Regions from separate parts of the Mus musculus genome. Here region 1 is linked to region 2. The links are chromatin contacts, called in public Micro-C maps. All regions are on one chromosome and are shown on one strand. Each heading gives the region's core, a stretch centred on a gene start, on an enhancer-like site or on the middle of the called end of the contact. The rest is flanking DNA. Distances are from core to core; before and after follow the strand shown. Region 1 overlaps Cox10 (heme A:farnesyltransferase cytochrome c oxidase assembly factor 10). Region 2 holds the start of Hs3st3b1 (heparan sulfate (glucosamine) 3-O-sulfotransferase 3B1).

What was found. Hi-C and Micro-C count contacts between places; a contact is called where the count stands out from the background.
Region 1: a Micro-C map of embryonic stem cells shows a contact between it and region 2, with 1.8 times the contacts expected there. The contact joins the enhancer-like site here to the promoter of Hs3st3b1 in region 2. A contact is called at or near these places in 8 of 39 promoter capture datasets (the 3T3-L1 cell line, the HPC-7 cell line, frontonasal cranial neural crest and 4 more), 12 of 484 Hi-C or Micro-C datasets (CD4 T cells, CD8 T cells, CD8 central memory T cells and 5 more), 2 of 115 datasets of contacts at active chromatin or transcription factors (CD4 single positive thymocytes and embryonic stem cells) and 1 of 9 other capture datasets (adipose tissue).

The regions. Positions count from the first base shown.
Region 1 is chr11:63,998,609-64,004,340 of GRCm38.p6, forward strand. The region is part of intron 4 of Cox10 (heme A:farnesyltransferase cytochrome c oxidase assembly factor 10); the gene reads right to left. Among named protein-coding and RNA genes, the nearest start is that of Gm51866, 32 kb to the right of the region's middle. Within about 2 kb of position 1,738, at least 27 of the 459 cell types and tissues checked have an H3K27ac peak or open chromatin away from gene starts, as enhancers often do. A contact at or near this core is called in adipose tissue, embryonic stem cells and stem cell-derived epiblast-like cells, where this site is marked.
Region 2 is chr11:63,920,099-63,925,200 of GRCm38.p6, forward strand. It overlaps Hs3st3b1 (heparan sulfate (glucosamine) 3-O-sulfotransferase 3B1), which reads right to left and starts at 2,186. Exons shown (of 2, transcript NM_018805.2): 1 at 1,236-2,186. The coding sequence starts at 1,789.

The sequences.
Region 1 (5,732 bases), core at 488-2,987, 78 kb after region 2:
ATGACTTTTTCTTTCTGGCCTGAAATATGTGTTTCATTTTCACTCCATGGGACTAATGAGGATTTCAGTCACAAGCTATGCTATGCTGCTATCTATCAGGTACCACTCTTAATACAGCACAGAGACTGGTGCTAAATACTTTTTAGGGCTTGAGCTCTGTCATGGGTGTGCACACATGTGCTTGCTCATTATGCAGGCATTTTCATGAATTAGTTCATCCAGATAGGAATGATGAAATGGTTTCTGTACTCCTGGGGGGGGGGGGTTAGCCATCCAAAAAATAGTGACCAGGGCTAGAAAGCAACAGAATGGTGGCAGCGCTGGACTCCACGAGGGCCTCAATTTTTCAAAAGCAACATCTGGGCAGAAATTCCATGCTAACTAAGCTTGTGGGTTGATTTTAGTGACGGTACAGCACCCCTTCCGCACACCAAGGGATCAGAGTTCCTGCTGCTTGATTCTGTTTCCCATGCATTTTATAGAGTGTCTTTCAGTTAGCTCATTGCTCTGGTTTAGATATTTAAACCGCATTTCCAAAACACAGAGCAGAGTATGTTCAGAGAAAGTTCATGCGTGTTAGCAGTTAGACTGCAGACCTTACATGTAGCGGCCGTTTGTTGCCTACTCATGTTTCCCTGTGGTGTATATATATATATATATATATATATATATATATATATATATATATATATTATGCTTTCATGGCTTTAACTATTTCTGAAGCACAACTTGAATTCTTGCAATGTGTTGAATATAAAAGACAAATATGATATGAACCCTCAGAATGTACAGTTTCCTTGACACTCAAGGAAGATTGGTTTCAAGATGCTACGGATATTTGTGTCCCATAAATGGAATGGGAAGTAAGGCATGCAGAGTACTGTCACACTTCCACACGCTGTATGTCACCGCCAGGCTCCTTGCTTCACCTACGACAAAGTGAATGCTGTGAAGTGGCTGCTGAACTGCAGCAGAGTACAAGGAAGAGCATGCTGACTCAGCACAGACACGTCCTGTAGCCAAACACTCCTGACTTGGAGGATTAAATTTATGGGCCATGCAATAAAAAATAAAACAAAGAGGATGAATTAACTGTACCCAGGAGAGTTCAGAGCACACTGAGAGCGACAGGCTGGAGAGAGGTGGACAGCTCACAGGTCTCTCTTGGGCCTAAGCTGCTCTTCTAACAGAAGGTTCTGCTCAGGGTTTGAGTGGCCACAGGACCAGTAACCCCACTTCACTTCTACGGTCCCCTAAGAACCTATCTCATCTAAACTGGGCCAGCTGAGACTCCTTCCCTGGGACAGTACAAGGCAGCAGGGAAATGTGACCAGCTTCTTTTACTGACGATGGCCACAGAATAACACGCAGAGGAAATAAAAAGGGAGGCGAGACCAATGCTAGGGAGCAGTGATCCGGAAGGCCTTCACCTTTCCTTCTTCAGTTCAGTTGAAAGCTTCACAGGTACTGCACTGTCCTGGGAGCACAAGGAAGGAGAATTTCCAAACACTGGAGCAATGAATACCTCATTTTCCCCCTCAGCAAACAATATATTTTTTGTCTAGGTTAAAATTTCAAAAGAGCTTTTCCTCTCAGTCTGTTTTTGTAAAAATCCACCAATCGTTTGGCCATTTTTCATTTTGAACTTTTGCTTCCTTCCTCGGGCTCACAGCCTTGTCACACCCTCAGCTACAGGCTCCCTGCCCTCCAGCAACTCCAAGATCAGCTGTGTGTTTACACTCCTAGAGTGAGGAGCATTGGAAACAAAAGTCAGCCTAGCCCAGAGGACAGGGCCTTGCGAGCTCTTACACCTTGTACCACTTGCAGAGTCACCTTCACATGACCTCAGCCATCACTGCTCTGGCTCCTTCTGGGTCTTGGGTCTGCTTTGTCTATTCCTGCATATACACTCGCTCCAGGAAGCAGGCAGTTGGCTCCAGTGTTCCCTGCCTCCTAACCCAGTATCTCATGCAGGAAGCTGAGTCCCTGCTAGTCTTGAGAGAAATGTTCAGAATCAACAGGCCCTGGGACTGTCCTGAAAGCACAGGGAGGGAGGTGCTGGTGGGGACATTGTGACACACTGCTCCAACTCAAACTGCAAGTGCTAATTTCTATACATTGAAGAAAAAGTCCACGCTCAGAAGAAACTATGAAGGTGCTAGGCAGATGGGTACCTCAATGCCACTTACAATGACTATAAGTTGTGTTAGGGAAAATATCCAACTAGGTAACAAGATATATCCTTTCTCCACCCCCTTCTCCCCGCCCCCCCCCCGCCCCCCTCCCCCACAGTGTGAGAGCAACATTCCTCCAAAGGCCCCGCAGAAAGACACACCCTGCAGTTCAGGGCTTGTTGCTCCATCCATCCCCTGGAAAGCTGTCAGTGTGTGTTTGTCATTCCCGTCCAGCTCACAGCTCCTAACAGCTCGATAGTATCTCCATCAATCTCCAACCAGATTAAAAGGGATATTTAAAAAAAATAAAAAGCTCAGAGAGGGGCTCTAGCAGGACCCACATATCATTTCTTCTTACAAATCAGTTAAGATGCCCAGGCAGCTGTCACTTTTCCCTTGTTACCCATGTCCTACTGGTCTACCTCCAATAAACAAACTACGACTCATTCTCATTGAGATTTTTTTTTCCCCATGAGGCATGTGAAATAGCAAATGCAGGCAGTCTGGCATCCATCAAAAGTGGTTTTCATGCATATGGAGACTGGGCAATGTTCTTTGAAGAGGTCACACAGGCCACCTCTCATGAAGGCTTTGTCCTCAAAAGAAAAAAATAAAAAAGGCTCAAAACATTAGTAACCTAGTCCTTATTAAAGTCAAGTGCTGCATCCTAGAGTAAAAGAAACCCCAGCCCTGCCTAGCTCCCAGAGCCTCTACCGTAAAGTGACCTTCTGTTCCTGCCAGGGGAATCTCAATTTGTAAACACTGCTTTCTCACAAAAGATGGAAGGAAAATGAAATATTTATAATACCTGCTCTGAGTAGTGAGGGAGGGTGATTTATTATTCTTATCTTCCCGATTTTTCAGTGTCTATAAAGACCATGCATTTTCTAGTTAGGGAAAAACCAAAAGTAAGGCCAAGCCAGGTGTGTCTCTGGTACACACCTTTAACTACAGCCTTGAAGAAGAAATCAGGGAGATGGCCTGTTAGAGCCTACCCTGACTGCATGACCAAACTGATACAACACCTAGATAGCCACTCTCTAAGTTAACTGAATAAAATAATTACTAAACTCATCCAAACAAAACCAGTATTAAGGGAACCCTAACCAATCATAATCTGTTCTTCCCACAGAGTCACATCGGAAGACAAAATGCTAATCTCAAATAGGTCACACACAGTCACTATCACATAACCAGAATACTCCATGGGCTCAGCCCTCCTAGTCACTAGCTACTTTTCTACCATCTCCCTCGACCTGCTGACCTCCTTCCTTTCACTTTGTATACAGCAGTCAGTGATCTTTCTAGGAGCTAAGCTGGCCATGTTCTTTTCCAGAATAAAGCATGGGCAGCAGCACCCAGGGAATGACGTGAACATTCCAACTTGGCGAGCAAAGCTCTCCTAGCCGTCCATGCTCCTGGACTCTTCTGCTGTCTACCCCTCTCTATACGGCCCTTTCTAAGCAATGCGCCAGTTCTTCGGAGGCAGGCTTTCAGCAGTGTACACGTCATGCTGCCCCTGTGGGGCCCTGCTAACTCACGTCAGGGCTGACTAGGCTCCTCTAGAGTCCATGTTTGGAGCCATGCCTGTACAGAAGCACTGTACTGTAAATGCTGCCGGGTGAGGTATCACCGTTCTCAGAACATGCTTGCCAAGGCCCACTAGGTCCTCACCACTCCTCACCACCAACCCCACTACCCCGCCATTCAGCTCCAGTGCCCCAGCCTCAGGCCATTCTCAAGCAACTGTTGCTTTTCTCCTTCCTCCACCTTCAATGTTGGTAACTAACTCTGTTACCGAGCACCGGCTCCCTCTAACAGGACACAAACTCCTTTTCCTACTCCCAACCAGGCACCAAGAGTAGCCTCTTCCCCTAATGCTTGGCTGGTGTCCTGCAGGAGCTGGAACTCCTGTCTCCTAGCTTCCAGGAAACTCAGTGCTCCAGTGCTCCTCTCAGCAGATTCAGCTTGTATCTCTCAGTGATGGATTCCTCTCCTGGACATCTGAACAAGCCCAGCGCTCCCCAGGCAACCCTTCCTCTTAGCTCCACACCCCTTCCAAGAGCATTATCTACTTCAACACAAGGTGAACTGGAGAGTGAGAGGATGAGTTGAGTTTTCAACGTCCATGCTTCCTCAATGTGGAGTCCAGAGTGAGTGGAGTCTTCTAAAACCTCTAAGAAGGCTCTAAGGAATCTCATTCAAACAGCTGCCAAAGGCTAGAATTCCCTCAGAATCTATTCTTAAAATAGTGAGTTCTAAAAGCTGTTCTGAAAAGTAAATAAATGCACCCAAAGTTACTGGCATCAGCAGATCCTGCAAAACCAAACAAAACCCCTCAACTTTAAAAGACTGGGAAAATGACCAATTAGTACTACTACAGTTGTGGCTCACTATAGACATAAATCTGGTTAATAAATAAAATCCTTGTAGAGCTCTCTATCTACAACTGAAACGCTATAGAGGCATCTTATGGAATGCAACAATATTAAAGAATACAAGATTGAAGATTAAACAACAGAACAACATCTTGACTCTCAATTGGCTCTCTAAAATGCAAAAGATTTAAATGTCATTGATAAATAAAGGAAAGCTATATCACAAGCTGTGCAATGAAATGCGCCAACCTGCACAGGGTCGAACGCTGCTGTAATACACATCTGGTCACAGTGGGTGGGGGTGGGGGTTAGAGAAATCATTAAGCAATCTGAGAACTCCCAAACAAAGACACTGTAAAATTCTGTACTATAAAGCAAAGGAAACACTTAATCCCTCAGGAGCTGCAGTATGTATTTCAACTGGGTTATCCCTTCCCGTGAAAGGACACAGCGATACACCAAAACCTGGGGTGACACTGGATCTCCACTGTGCACATGTGGCACAAAGCCAGTATGCCTCGCTCTCCTGGCACCTGTTGTCTAATCATCTGTGAGAGATTATTCCAGGCAGCAGAAGAGGAGGGGCAGAAGGAGGAAGGGGAGGGGCAGAAGGAGGGAAGAATGCAAGCCTTTCTTATCAGCAAACACAGTGCTACACACACTGACCTTTAAAATGGTAGTTATATTTGCTTTCTATGAACTGCCCCAAACATTACAGTGTATCTTTAAACTTTAGACCCCATGAACCTATAGAGGGAAATGACCTGGTTATTATGAGACATTGTATTCTTCATGCCCTTGAGATGCTGTCTTGGGGCAATCACAGCACATTTCAACCTCCACAAAACATCAATACTACAAAATGTGTTTTCTTGTGAATCTTAATACAAAACTATAATATAGCAAGCAGAAGCAAGAAACATTCCCTTGAAATAATAAATAACAACAGAATAACACTCACATTAAATGAGAAAAGTACGAAGCTATTTCTGCACATGTGGGTGGCAGAAGGCGGTCACTGATGGGGATATTCCTACCAGGTTTTAACAACTGTCCTGTGCCCTGTATTCTCCCTGTTCCACTTTCACTCTGCTGACTGAAACTGCCCTCACTGTAGCTGGTAAGCTGAGTATGTGTACAAGTAGACCGCCCATGTGTGAGAAGTGGGTAGCAGTTCCTA
Region 2 (5,102 bases), core at 936-3,435:
CTGGGAAGGAAGCTGCTTTAATCCTCAGGGTCAGGCCCTTTTATTTGCCACGCCATCCGTGTCCTAGAAAGTATGGTCGAGGCAGAGAGCCGGGTTCGGTTCGTGTTTCTCCTTGTTTTCGGAAATCCTGATGCTCTTTGAAAGTAATTGGGTCTGGGGGGAAAAAAATCGAGGGAGACGCTAATGCTGGGTGATGACCTAAAGCGCTGAGGACCCGGCTGGGTTTCCGGAAACTGGGGTGTGACCCCTCCAGCAACTCACACCAAACCAGCAGCCCGGGATGCAGTGGGCAGAGGTCGTGAATGTGACCCGGGAGCCTCGGTCCCTTTAGAACTGGGCTCACAGCCGGAAGCCACGACCCCGAAACAACCCTCATTTCTCAATCAATGGCCCAGGGATATTCTTTGAGGTCGGACATGTACCAGGTCCGCAGAAATACACGTCCTTGTCTTGGCGCTCCCAGCACCGAGACCGGGAAGGCGAAGCGGCTGCGCCGGCAGCGCCTCGGGCGCCCAGAAGCCTTCAAAGAGGCTGCGCGCTGCAGTGCGCGCCTTTGCCCGACAGGGACCAGCACAGCTCCACGCCCGGCGCGCCGCAGCCAGCAAAGTCGCGCAGCCTCCCGGTTACCCTCCCTAGCACAAGCGCCTCGCAAGCTGAGCGGGTCAGACCCCCTTCGGGTTGCGGCAACAAGAAGAATTGTAACAAAAAGTTAGACTCAAAACACCCTTGGCTCTGAGCCTTAGCCTGCGCCCCTCTCCCCATCTGGGCAGCAGAAGCGACTCTAGCAGTTGGTGCTCGTTAAAGGCTGTGACCCAGAGGCGCACAACACTCCTCCCCGCGTCCCTGGCTGCAAGAGAGACAAAATCCTAACCACTCCGAGTTATTCGCGTGGGATGCGGCCACAGCCAAAAGGTAACCGGTTCCTCCGGCGCTTTCCCAGTAGCTGCCGGGTGGGTGTCTTTGTGGAGAGATCACCTAAATGGTTCTAGGGCGCAGCATACCAGCCAACGGTGCCAAGCTAAAAGTTTCTGTAGGTGGCTGTCTCAGCCTACTCCGGAGCATCTGATTTCTCCCCAACTGTCCACCAGCAATGTGCGGTCGCACTTTGGTCCCCGCCCGCCCTAAATTGACGGAAGTTGTACCCCTGCTTCCCTCCCCACCTGACGCGCAACGGCCGGTGGGGGCTCACGGTCGGGATCACGGCCGGCGCAGCGGCCCCTGGAGAGGAAACTCACCGGTACCAGGCAAGACCCTTGTGGTAGCTGCGGTCGAAAAAGTGGGGCTCGGCGCCCACGGCGCGCACGTCGGGGTGCACGCGCAGGAACTCCAGCAATGCCCGCGTGCCGCCCTTCTTCACCCCGATGATGATGGCCTGCGGCAGCTGCTTGCTCCCAGCGCCGCTGAAGAAGCTGGAGATGGGACTGGGGGAGTCCGGCGCCTCTGGACTCTGCTCCTCCTGGCTCCCAGCGCCTACTGTCTTATCCTTGCCTGCAGCCAGCGAATTGGCCGGAGGTGCCCGGAAGGGCATCTTAGGGGATGTCTCATTCGGAGCTGTGACCAGGGCTGGCTGAGCGTGAGTAGCGCGGGACCCCGAGCCCAGGAGCAGCAGGCCGGGAGCGGCGGTACAGGAGCCGGCGCACGAGTACAAAAACATGTACAGCCAGATGCAAAGCATGGCGAAGAGCAGCGCGAGCTTCCTCCTCACCGGCGGCGGGGGCGGCGGCGGCTGCGGCAGGAACCGGCCCGGGACATCGAGACAGGACCGGCCGCCGCTCAGGCGCTGCCCCATACGCGGCCCGCGGGCGCGGCCAGGGGCATGGCTCAGCACATGGCAGGAGTCCCGCCGGAACAGAGAGCACCGCGACGGTCCCCTGCCACTTTGAGCCCGGAGTGATTCGGTTTATTGCCCTCCTGCGCGCGCGGCTGCCGAGGCTGCGGCTCTTCCCCGGGTGGCGGCGGCGGTTGCAGCGGCGACGGCTCTTGACATGATGCCCACGAGAAGCCGGGGTTGGAAAGCTAAGTCCAGGCGACGGGAACTGTGAGCAGACGCGCTGTCAGTTACGCTGTGCCCCGCACTCAGTAACTCTGGACGGGGCGCACGACAGCTCGCCGGGGCTGCCTCCTCGCAGCCAGGAGATTGAGAGCAGCCCCGGCGCTTGCCCGCTGAGGCTGCGGCGGAGAACTGCGCAGGAAGAGAGCCCAGCACTGAGGTGGAGTGGGCGGTCCCGGCCTTCCGAGTGACGGGCTGCGCTACCTACCAGGAGGCGCGAGCAGCATGCAAATGCCGGAGCTTCACCCAAGTCGAAACAGCCAATCGTCTCTCGGAACGTGGGGGTGTGGAAAGGGTTCGCGAAGGGGGGTAGAGCAGTATGGGGTTGCTATTGGCTTCAGAATTCAAGGGGCGGGTTCAGGGAGGCGAGGCCATCGGCTGGTGACAGGAGCAGATGGTGAGGATGCTGGAGTGACCCAACGCTGAAAGAGGTCCCACCCGGTTGAGTGGCGCTCTCTTATACACGCGCGCTTTTCCACACTCGCTTCTGAGGCCAGTCTTGGCTATAGTTGCCTATGTGACAAAGATGCCAGTCCTCATCCAAGGGTCCCGCCATCCGGCTCCTGAGTGTAAAAGCTGCAGAAAAGAGACAGGGATGGAAGAGGGAAAGCCGACCAGACGTGTTTCCAGCCCCACCCGCAAACCCAGTTTCATAATCGGGGCTCAGGGAAGGGCCTCCAACAGACCCTGATTTAGGAAGTTTAAGTAGGGAAAACCTCGGCGGAAGTCACTAACTTTCCCGCTCTCTCAATATTGTCCAGAATGGTCTCCCTGTGCCTGGCGCTTAATAGGGACAGACGTAAACACTATCTCACTCTTTCCAAACTCTCCTGAAAAGGCCTGGGGGGTGAACAGAGAGAAGGAAGGTTGTTTAGTTTAAAGACACTAGTTGAAACTTAAAGTCACATGTCGGAGTTTTATATGGGTATCTGTTCCTTGGCATCATTAATTTGATAGATGTTCTAACTTCTTTCTCTTGAACAAACAATTAAGCCGGCATCCGCCCCTGCTTAGAAGATTGGTTGGGTTTCTGACCTATGACTCTGTACTGAATCCTAGGCGTTTTCCCCCAATAACTTTTTTTTAAGTCGAATGTTGATATGGGGTAAATTCAGGAGTAGTGACTAGCACTTATTTAATGGTGAAAATCCACTCCGAGGCTTCCTTGTTTCGCACCTTTGTCCAGGGGGGCGGCCCGGAAAGGGGTCTTCTCAGAAACTGTCAGCTCTGGTGAGGGAAGCTCGGGCGCTGATGCCTGGCCAAATTTCTGCGCTGGCGATCGGAGTTAGGAAAGTCGGGATGGGGACGTTCACCCAAGTGGCGGCTTGAGAGCCTTTCGGTGCCTGGAATCCATTTTCCGCAAGACCGAAAGGCCTCCAACGCCAGGCTGCGTGCGGTTCCGGGACAGAATTTTCATTCCTTCCGACCCCCGTGCAGGCCGCGGGGACGCAGGAGGTGACTCACTCTGCGGCCACAGGCGCCTTGCACTTCCCGGTGGGCACCGGCGGGCGAAGCGGAACCGATCTTATCCTTTCTCCCTTTACTCAACTATTTGAGACAGTGTGGGGGTAATCAGAGTGCATACTGTCTCCCTCCCGGAATTAATGTCCCCAAGTGCCCAGAGCTCTTGCTGCTCCTCCACGGTCCGGCTTCCGGACGGTAGAGCCAAGCTAAAAAAGTAGGTTTGAGTTGTGCACCTCGGATTTGAAGTGCATCCTAGCCATAGCGGTGACCAAAGATGACAGAGCGGCCGCCACCGGACCTCTGCGCTCTTGCTATACTCTTTTGACATCCCTATGTGTCTAGCCCAAGACAATTTCCTACAAAACGGTTGAGAGGGAAATCATTTAGTCGGAGGACACTTTTCTTTCTTCTCCTTTATTGCAGCTGTTAGGATTTCTAGGGTTTCCACACCCCTCCCCACCGCCGTCGCTGAGATGTGGGTTCTTCGAAGTGATTTAATAGTCCTCATTAAAAAAAAAAAAAAGTTAATCAGTCAATGTAGGAACAAATGCATCTCTGAGCACTAGTCCGGCTTTTTGTTTTCAGTTCGAGAAGGAAAGATCAGGGTCTCCGACCGGCGCCTTTTCAAGTTCTCGTTATTTAGATGGGAAGGAAGTTGCTGATTTGAAAGTGGTGAATTGCAGTTCCCACGTGGCTCCCTGAAGGCCTGACTACGTGTAAATAGAAATGGTCCCTGTCCTGTGGGTTAGCAAAGGCCATTAAGTGAGCGATTACACATCGAGACCACCGGATATATTTGGAGTCTCTTTTTCCGGGGGTGGAGGGAGGAAGCCAACGAGTGGAAGCAAAGACGTGGGCGTCGGAAATTGCCAAAAGTGTGGCGCTGAGCTGAGCGCCTAAGGGCTAAATCGCAGCCTGGCCTACTAGGTCCGGTTGCGGAGAACAATAGGGGAGTTCTCTCTATGCCCCAAGCCAGGGCCTCGGCCGTCCAAGGTCAGCGGGTGGGCGGGGTCAGAATTTGCAGTTCGGAGCAAGTTGCAGGCTGCGACTGCACGCTTTGGTCCTTTGGCCTTCAAACTCCCCAGGAGCTATCCTGGAGTGACTTGGGAGTTACTCCTGTGCCATAGCTTCCCTCGTTCAGACCTCAGCAGATGCCATTTCTTGCTTGGCCTTACACACCAAATGCGAAGCCTGAGATTCGATCTTGGGCAGAGCTGATGCCAATCTGACTGGAACCCCCTACCTTTATCTATCGTTCCTGGGTATCCAACAAGTGCTACCACCAGAACCAGAAAAAGAAAAAAAAATGCCCTCCAATAAACTTATCCACAATGCTTACTCTTTGGAAAATATGTTAAGGGGAGAATTCAGCTTCAGCACACCTGAGGTTTATGTCTTATTTGGGTTCGTTTATTCATGGTTACCTAATGAGAGCGAGTACCCAGTCTAATCTGCAAGGCAGTGGTGGTCCTTGCCTTCTTTCCCTGGGTCCTGTAGCTAGCAACCTGTTGTGACTCCAAACTTTCTAAAAAGGAATGGCCTGAGCTAAGATTCCAGCAGAACACGCTCTCCGGCTTCCATCCTAGCA